Regions from separate parts of the Oryctolagus cuniculus genome. Here region 1 is linked to region 2. A link is a contact called in public Hi-C data. All regions are on one chromosome and are shown on one strand. Each heading gives the region's core, a stretch centred on a gene start, on an enhancer-like site or on the middle of the called end of the contact. The rest is flanking DNA. Distances are from core to core; before and after follow the strand shown. Region 1 holds the start of LBH (LBH regulator of WNT signaling pathway). Region 2 has its middle 89 kb from the start of LBH.

What was found. Hi-C and Micro-C count contacts between places; a contact is called where the count stands out from the background.
Region 1: a contact with region 2 is called in a Hi-C map of an unstated tissue, with 2.4 times the contacts expected there. The contact joins the promoter of LBH here to the enhancer-like site in region 2. A contact is called at or near these places in 2 of 6 Hi-C or Micro-C datasets (ear pinna and an unstated tissue).

Annotation. Positions count from the first base shown.
Region 1 is chr2:172,765,854-172,769,636 of mOryCun1.1, reverse strand. It overlaps LBH (LBH regulator of WNT signaling pathway), which reads left to right and starts at 1,718. Exons shown (of 3, transcript XM_070069734.1): 1 at 1,718-1,755.
Region 2 is chr2:172,677,387-172,680,789 of mOryCun1.1, reverse strand. No RefSeq gene overlaps it. Among named protein-coding and RNA genes, the nearest start is that of LBH, 89 kb to the left of the region's middle. Within about 2 kb of position 1,944, at least 1 of the 8 cell types and tissues checked has an H3K27ac peak or open chromatin away from gene starts, as enhancers often do.

The sequences.
Region 1 (3,783 bases), core at 469-2,968, 89 kb before region 2:
TGGGGCCTGGGAGGCTGTAGTGCAGGGAGCAGCTGCACTGGCATGGCCCGGGGGTGATGGCAGAGACATGTGAAACCAGAGGGGACGGAGAGGGTAAGTCTCTCGGAAGACACTTGTCACATCAATTGAATCTGACCTACTTAACACTTCTGCGCAGGCCCCTCCTGCCAGCTGGGGAAATGCTCATGTTCGCTCGGTAACTAGAGGTGAGGGAAATTGCACAGATTTGGCTGAGAAATGAACAGGGTTTTTTTCCTCAGCTAGAAATTCTGTTTCGATTCCTTCTTTTAAAAATGGATTGTTTATTTATTTGAGAAGCAGCGAGACAGAGCGAGATCTCCCATTTAGTGGTTCATTCCTCAAATGCCTGCAACAGGTAGGACTGGGCCAGGTGGAAGCCAGGAGCCCAAACTGAATCCAGATTCCTGAACTGGTGGCAGGAACTCAATCTCGAGTCATCACTGCTGCCTCCCAGGGTCTGCAACAGCAGGAAGCTGGAGCTGGGTGTTGAACCTAGGACAGGCTGATGTGGGCCCTGGGCATCTTAACGGGTGACTTAGCCACTGAGCTAATGCCTGCCCCTCAGAGCTCCTTCTGTAGAGAACAAGGTTCTGCCATTCATCTTGTAGACTTGGAGTCACGGGAGGCCCCGGTGCCTCTTCCCAAGATCCGGATGCTCCTCTGCTAGCTTGTAGTCTCTGCTTGCACCAGCACTTTTGTACCACTGGGCCTTTGCTTGTGCTGCTCTTATCAGCAGAACTGCCCTTGGATGGCTTCTTCCTGTCCTTAGAGACCAGCTCCACTGTCTTTCTTTCCCTTTCTCTTTCCTCTTCCTTCTACTGAGTGCTACTGAATGCTACGGTGTGTGTCAGGCACTCTTCCAGGCGGTGGGGCAGGGCAGTACACAACACACACACATGCACACACACACACACACACACACATACAGAGTCCTTGCCCTAGAAGGGTTCTCCCTAACCCTCTGCCCGGCATAGAACTAATCTCTCTCCACTGGAGGCAGGTGCCTCTGTCGCGGTGGTTATTCGTGGTATTGGAGAGTGCTGGAATCTCAGTCCCCTGTCTCCCTAGTGCCTTACTCTGTGCCAAAAATCAGGGACAGTCCCTCATTTCTATAGAAGAGGCATCCAGGAGTAACCAATCCCATAGGAAGGGCAGAGCCTAGGGAACTTACCTGCTAACAGCAAGTGCTGTTTCCTCTGCACTTGATGATTCTTTGGGGATCCCTAGTGAGCTTTAGGGAACTCATCTTAAAGCTGTGTGGAAAGGAAACACACACTGTGACCATGCAGAGGGTGTGCTGATTTGGGGTGGTCTGGGGAGGAGGGAAGCTCTCCTAGAGCAATTCCGTGGAGATAACACACGTGGGTGGCACATAGTGCACACCGGTGCCCGTTGGGGTTGTTGCTGTGGGGCAGGAAGGCGCAGCAGGGACCCAGCCATCTGATCCCAAGGGTGTGAAGTGCACCAGGGGCTCCAGTGAGCAGGTGCTGGCTCGGGTTACAGCTGCGGAGCAGGCAGAGGTGCCCCAGGAGGAGCAGTTCCCGGGTGCATAACACGCAGCCGCTTGCTCCTGCATGGAGCCAAGGAGCCAAGGGGCGGCAGCGCGTGTGAAAGCAGCAGGGACCAGCCGCCGCTGGAGGAAGCTAGCGGACATCCTGCCCACAGAAAAGAAAACTGAAAGTGCTCTTCTCGTGAGAATCGGTTGTGCTGTCCTCTTTTTCCGTAGTCCCACAGGTACGCTCGACTTTCTCGGGTGCAGGGGTGTGGGTGCCATGGGGAGACGCAGAGTGGTCTGGAGGGGGTTTGCGCTGTGCTGTGGTCCGGGCCCCCAGGGGAAGGTCTGAGCCCCTCCAAGGAGCCCTCCGCCACAGGACCTGCATCCTGGTGACAGTCAGCTCTCCCTTCTGGCTGTCGGGGCGCATTCCTATGTGGATGTGGAGAGAGCGTAAGCAAGATAGGGCCAGAGCTGGCGCAGGAATGTGAGCGTTTCCTTAATTGGACATGAGAGCCTTGAGCTGATTCCAGTTCCAGCGTTGTCTTTTAGGGCCGAGACCCTAAAGACTCCATAGAGCTTTCTTTCTCCGAAAAATCCCTTTGCTTCAAAGGTCCCTTGAGAGAAGAAAAGAAAAAGGGGGGTGGATCTCTTTGATATTTGGGAAGGCGTGAGCTCATGGGCTGCCAGCTGCAGGCTCCTTCTGGGGGCCAGCGGGCTCTAGATGGAGGAGCCTCCCGGGACAGCCCGTGGTAAGAGGATCCTGGGCTTTCAGATGGGGCTGCCGAGCCCTGGTGCAAAGCACTTCTTTGAGCATGTATAGAAGCACTTTGTTGCGGCTGCCTTCGCGCCCCCAGACCTGGAAAAAGAGACTTCCAGTGCCAGCTTTGATGGCTGGAGGACTCTGTGACACCGAGAGGGTGTCCCGCTTGCCAGAGGACAGACAGCAGGGCCAGTCAAGGACTGGAGGATCTGGCCTGGGGGGTGCGGCTTGCGCCATGCTCTTGACTTTTAATGCCCTTGGAGCTGGGGCCTGGGCACATCCTTGGGTCTCCCTGGTTCATCACAGGCCAGCTGGGTACTTCTAAGATGAGAGCAACTAACTGATGGGAGTGAGGGGGGCATTCCAGGACACTGGGAGCCCATTAGTGGCCGCCAAGCAGGGCACCCCTAATTGCCTCTGATGTCTGCCCCCCCACCCCTGTAAAAGCTGGAAGTGTCAGTCAAGGGACTCCAGGGGGAGTGTGTGAATGAAAAGAGTAAAACCTGAAGCAGGTACAATCAACCCCGCCAGCCCCCGCTTTCCCCCAGATACCTTACAAACAAGTCCGGGTCTGCTCCGTGCTTTCCAGTGTACCAAGTGTTTTCATAACATTATCTCATTTCATCCTCACCTCAACCCACACACAGTCTTGCCTTTCAGATTTCTTGTGTAGTCAAATGAGCTTCACCGAAAAATTGGCTAGAAACTCCCCATCTCCTACTCACTTTTTTTTTTTTAAACCCAAGTCTTTGAGTGGCATCTTTAAGAAGCTCCCAGATTCACAGGGTGCACACTTTGTTTATTCTGCCAGCTCTGCCCTACTCGGTGGACACCAGGAGTCCTGGTCTTTGTTAATGGAACTGACACTTTTGCGTTTAGTTCATAGCCTAGCTGTAAACCCAGACAAAGCCACAGAAGCCATGATGAGTGTGGTATCGAGGGAGAGAACAGAGGTGTTGGAACCAGTAAACCCCACAGTCAAATTGTGGTTCAGCCATTTGACAGCCATGCGGCCATGGCCAAGTGACTTACCTTCTCAGGGCCTCTACTTCTCCACCTGTGAAGTGGGGCCAATAGGAACCTAATGTCAGGTGGTTGTGAGGCATAACTGTGAGGGCAGCTCAGCAAATGTCCCTTCCCTTCCCCTATCTTCCTCCTCAAGGTCAGCCACCTTAGGCCCCTGAGAGCTAATCGAAGCTGCCGGCTTCACCACTCCTGGGCAAATTAATGCAACACTGTCTTTTTTGGAAGCCGGAGAGTAGAAAAATGTAGGACTACATTACCAAACAGATTCAGGTGGAGACTTTTAAAAATTAAAACAAATAATTAGCTACAGGTTCTGCACCCCACGGCACAGCTGCAACTGAGGTAACTCTAATAAGATTTCAAGTTCATTACCTTTATTCCTCTTTTTAAAAAATTATTTTAGGTGGGAGAGAGGGAGCTGGGTAACTGGACTTATGTAATGCTGGGAAATAAGGCAATTCTGATTTCACCTGGATTTTTA
Region 2 (3,403 bases), core at 695-3,194:
ACACAGGACCGTCACCATCAAGGGAAGTTGTCATAGTGGCCTTTGGCTCCTGCTGACTTCAGACCCCAAATGGTCTCTCAGAAGTTCCAACACTTTGGGGCACCTCACTTGCTCTTGGGGTGTCCACTTTGTTCAGACACCTGCTCCAACTATATCGTGAGGATTTTGCTTGCAAGCAACAGAAACCAACCCTATTCACTTAATCAGGGAAATAACTTAAGGAAAGGAACAGGGTCATTCATGGGAACCACAGGAAGCCTGGAGAGCAGGCGGTGCGCAGAACTGAGCAGAGCAGAGGCCCAGTCGGGACCCCACTGCAGGAAGTCAGAGTAGGATCCTGGGGCCACCACCACTGCCACTGGACCCATGGCTGCCCTGCTGGATCTGCCACCCCCAGGCACTCACCTCTCCCCACCCACTGTCGGCTCCAACACCCCCGCCGTGATAATCCCTGGGGGACCCTGCAGCCTCCAGATTCAGACTCCAGGCAGGCACCCACGATTGGCCGTACTAAGTCCCTGCTGATGTCCCCTCGGATGTCCCAGCTGTAGGGCGGGAAGGGGCTGCTTACCCTTCATTCAGTTTCCATGTCTTGTTATTCACACCTCTGGTGGGCAGGGCCTGGCTGGGCGGAGCACATAGGAAAATTTACCCTGCTGCAGAAGCCTCTGAAGCAGAGACACAGTAGCTTTGTTAGGTGCAGAAAGGCAGCCCCGGCCTCTCCCTGGTTTCTCTGTCCCATAAATGAGTATATTCCCATTGTTACTAAGTTAAGTACAAGTAATCCACACTTATTCTTGGTGAACATGTTCTAGGATCCCCAGCTGATGCCTGAACCTGCAGAAGGTAGCAAACCCTATTAAACTATGTTTTTTTTCCTGTATATACCTAACAACAATAATATTTAATTTATAAGTTAGGCATGGAAAGACGTTAACAATAATAATAAAATAGAACTATTATGGCACTAAAGAATGTGGTCTCTTATTCTCTCTCCAACCATCTTCCTGTGTTGTGCGTTCCCTTCTTATGATGCTGTGGGTTGTAACAAAGCCTGCATGATGAGATGAAATGGAGTGAATGCTGCAGGCACCATGATGTAGCGTTAGGCTACCAACACCTTGCTACAGGCACCGTGCACTGCGCACCAATGCCGGGGTGGCTGATCAGGCAGCCCAGACGGCTTCTAAGTGCCTGATAGACAAGTCGTATACAAAGCCTGGATATGCTGGGCAAAGGGATGAGTCACGTCCTAGGTGGGTCAGAGAGGGATGGCCCGAGATTTCATGAGAATGACGTGCAACTTAAAACGTATTGTTTATTTCTGGAATATTCCATGTAACATCTTCCGACTGTGATTGAGCATAGGAAACGGAAACCTCAGCAAGCAAAATGGGGCATTAGGGGACTCATGTGTAGTCTCTGTTGCTTGCAGCCACAGAATCCTGACTCGCTGCCATCTGCCTACACGCGGCTCTCAGACAGGTGGCAGAGCCCCCGGGGTTGCTGAGGAACTGTGGAGGGTGTACCTGCATCCAGTGAGGTTCTCTAAAGATGCTAAGCACCCTGAAAGGCATAGCACAGTTAAACACAGTGAGAATCCCCCATCCTGAATGCCAGCCTGCTGTTGGTGGGAAACATTGTACCTATATCAACGTGACAGGTGTCATGTATGACAGGTGTCATGTATGACAGATGTCATGGTCCACCCCTGAGGTTGCATGTGGTTGTATTGCTCTCAGCACAGTGCGGGTCATGACTGATTCAGCTCAGCTAGCAAAACCACCCATTTTCCACCCTTGATTGTAGATCAATCCTTTCCTTTCTGTTATAATGAAGGAAACTGAGACTTGGGGAGAATGTATGGTTTACCCAAGGTCACACAGCCCAGTGGGTGGCAGGACTCTGCTGAGAGCCAGTTCTCTGGCTCCAGCTGAAGGCTGTTTCCATGACACCCTGCCACCCTTGCCCTCTTTCTTGGGAAAGACTTGGAAAGTCTGGACCAGTCTGGAAGCACCGGTGTGCCCAGCAATCTCCCCAGGAGCTTCCATGCGATTGGCCCTCAGTCCCAGGATGCCACTCAGATGCTGATGGTGAGAAAGACAGGCTGTCTGCAGAAGGGGCTAAATTTGGGGGCAGAATGGCACCAGGCCAAAGGAACAGAGAACGAGAGTCTCACCAGGGGAGGACAAGGGCTCCCTACAGATGCTGCAGGGACTTGGCACCGTTGCTTTACCCAGATAATCACACAGGAGCTAATTAGCGCCTTCCTTCCGAGCATAGCCCTCTGGGGCAGGAGGATGCTCAGTGGAGAAGAGAAACCCATTAATTACTCTATCAGGAAGCACTGATAAGAACCGCTCTAAAGCTCTGAGCTAATTAAAGAGGGCTGTAGGGCAAAGAGATGTGGCTCGCAGGGAGAGAGCAGCACTCACACTTTGATCTTGGGCCTGGGGCTCCCAAGAGCAAGGGAGGGCATCTGCTCCCCAGAGAAACGGCACCCTTGCAGTTCAGCAACCCGGAGACTAGGTCAGTCCGAATCAGGGGCTCGGCCTGACAGAGGGCAAGGGATTCATGAAGGAGGCAGTCGGGGCTCACTCCCAGGATCCCGCACCAACAGCACCCCTAGGATTTGATAGCGGGTGTGCATCCTCTCGGATGATCATCACACCCATCTTGCGGAGGAGGAAAACGAGGCTCAGTTGGATGATGCCAAGTGCCGAGTCAGGGTCACTCAGGTAGAAAGAGGCGGAAGGCCAACTTGAGCTCGGATCTCCAGCTCAAACCCTGTGCTACTCCTACCACGCCACAGTGCTCTGCAGGGACCAGAGATGCAGCTCCCAGCCAGGCAGGCCTGAGACCCAGCCCCGGGAGCCTTCCTTTTCCTGGGACGTGGGTTTCTCGTCTGTGACCCAGCATTCATCACACCGACCCAGATGATATGCAGGAGTAGCATATGTGACGAGACAAGACACGTCCGTCACCAAGGACAGAGCCTGGGAGTCGCTGCTTTTAATTCTCTCATGTGCTGCTTTGCACACCGGCTTTCAGCTGCACAATTTTTAGTTCAGCTCTAATCTGTCAGAGACACCCAATGTGGAAATAGCTAAGAGAGGGTGATGGGCAGCTGCCCCCACCACCACACACAGGCCCCTCTCCCCCTGCAGAGTTCTGTTGAGTGAGCAGAGCCCTCAGAGCTCAGGTGGACAAACTGGATCTGCAGGAAGCTGGTCGAGAGCCCTGCGGTCTCCAGGGACTCTGAGTAAATACTCCATGTTAAACAAATGGTATGTTGCTTTATCCCACAGAGAACGTTCATGATCCACTGTCGGGAGCCCAAGCATTTGAGCTGTTCTTCCAGAAAGGCTAACGGATTTACACAGTCCCTTCCTGCCCTGTTCCC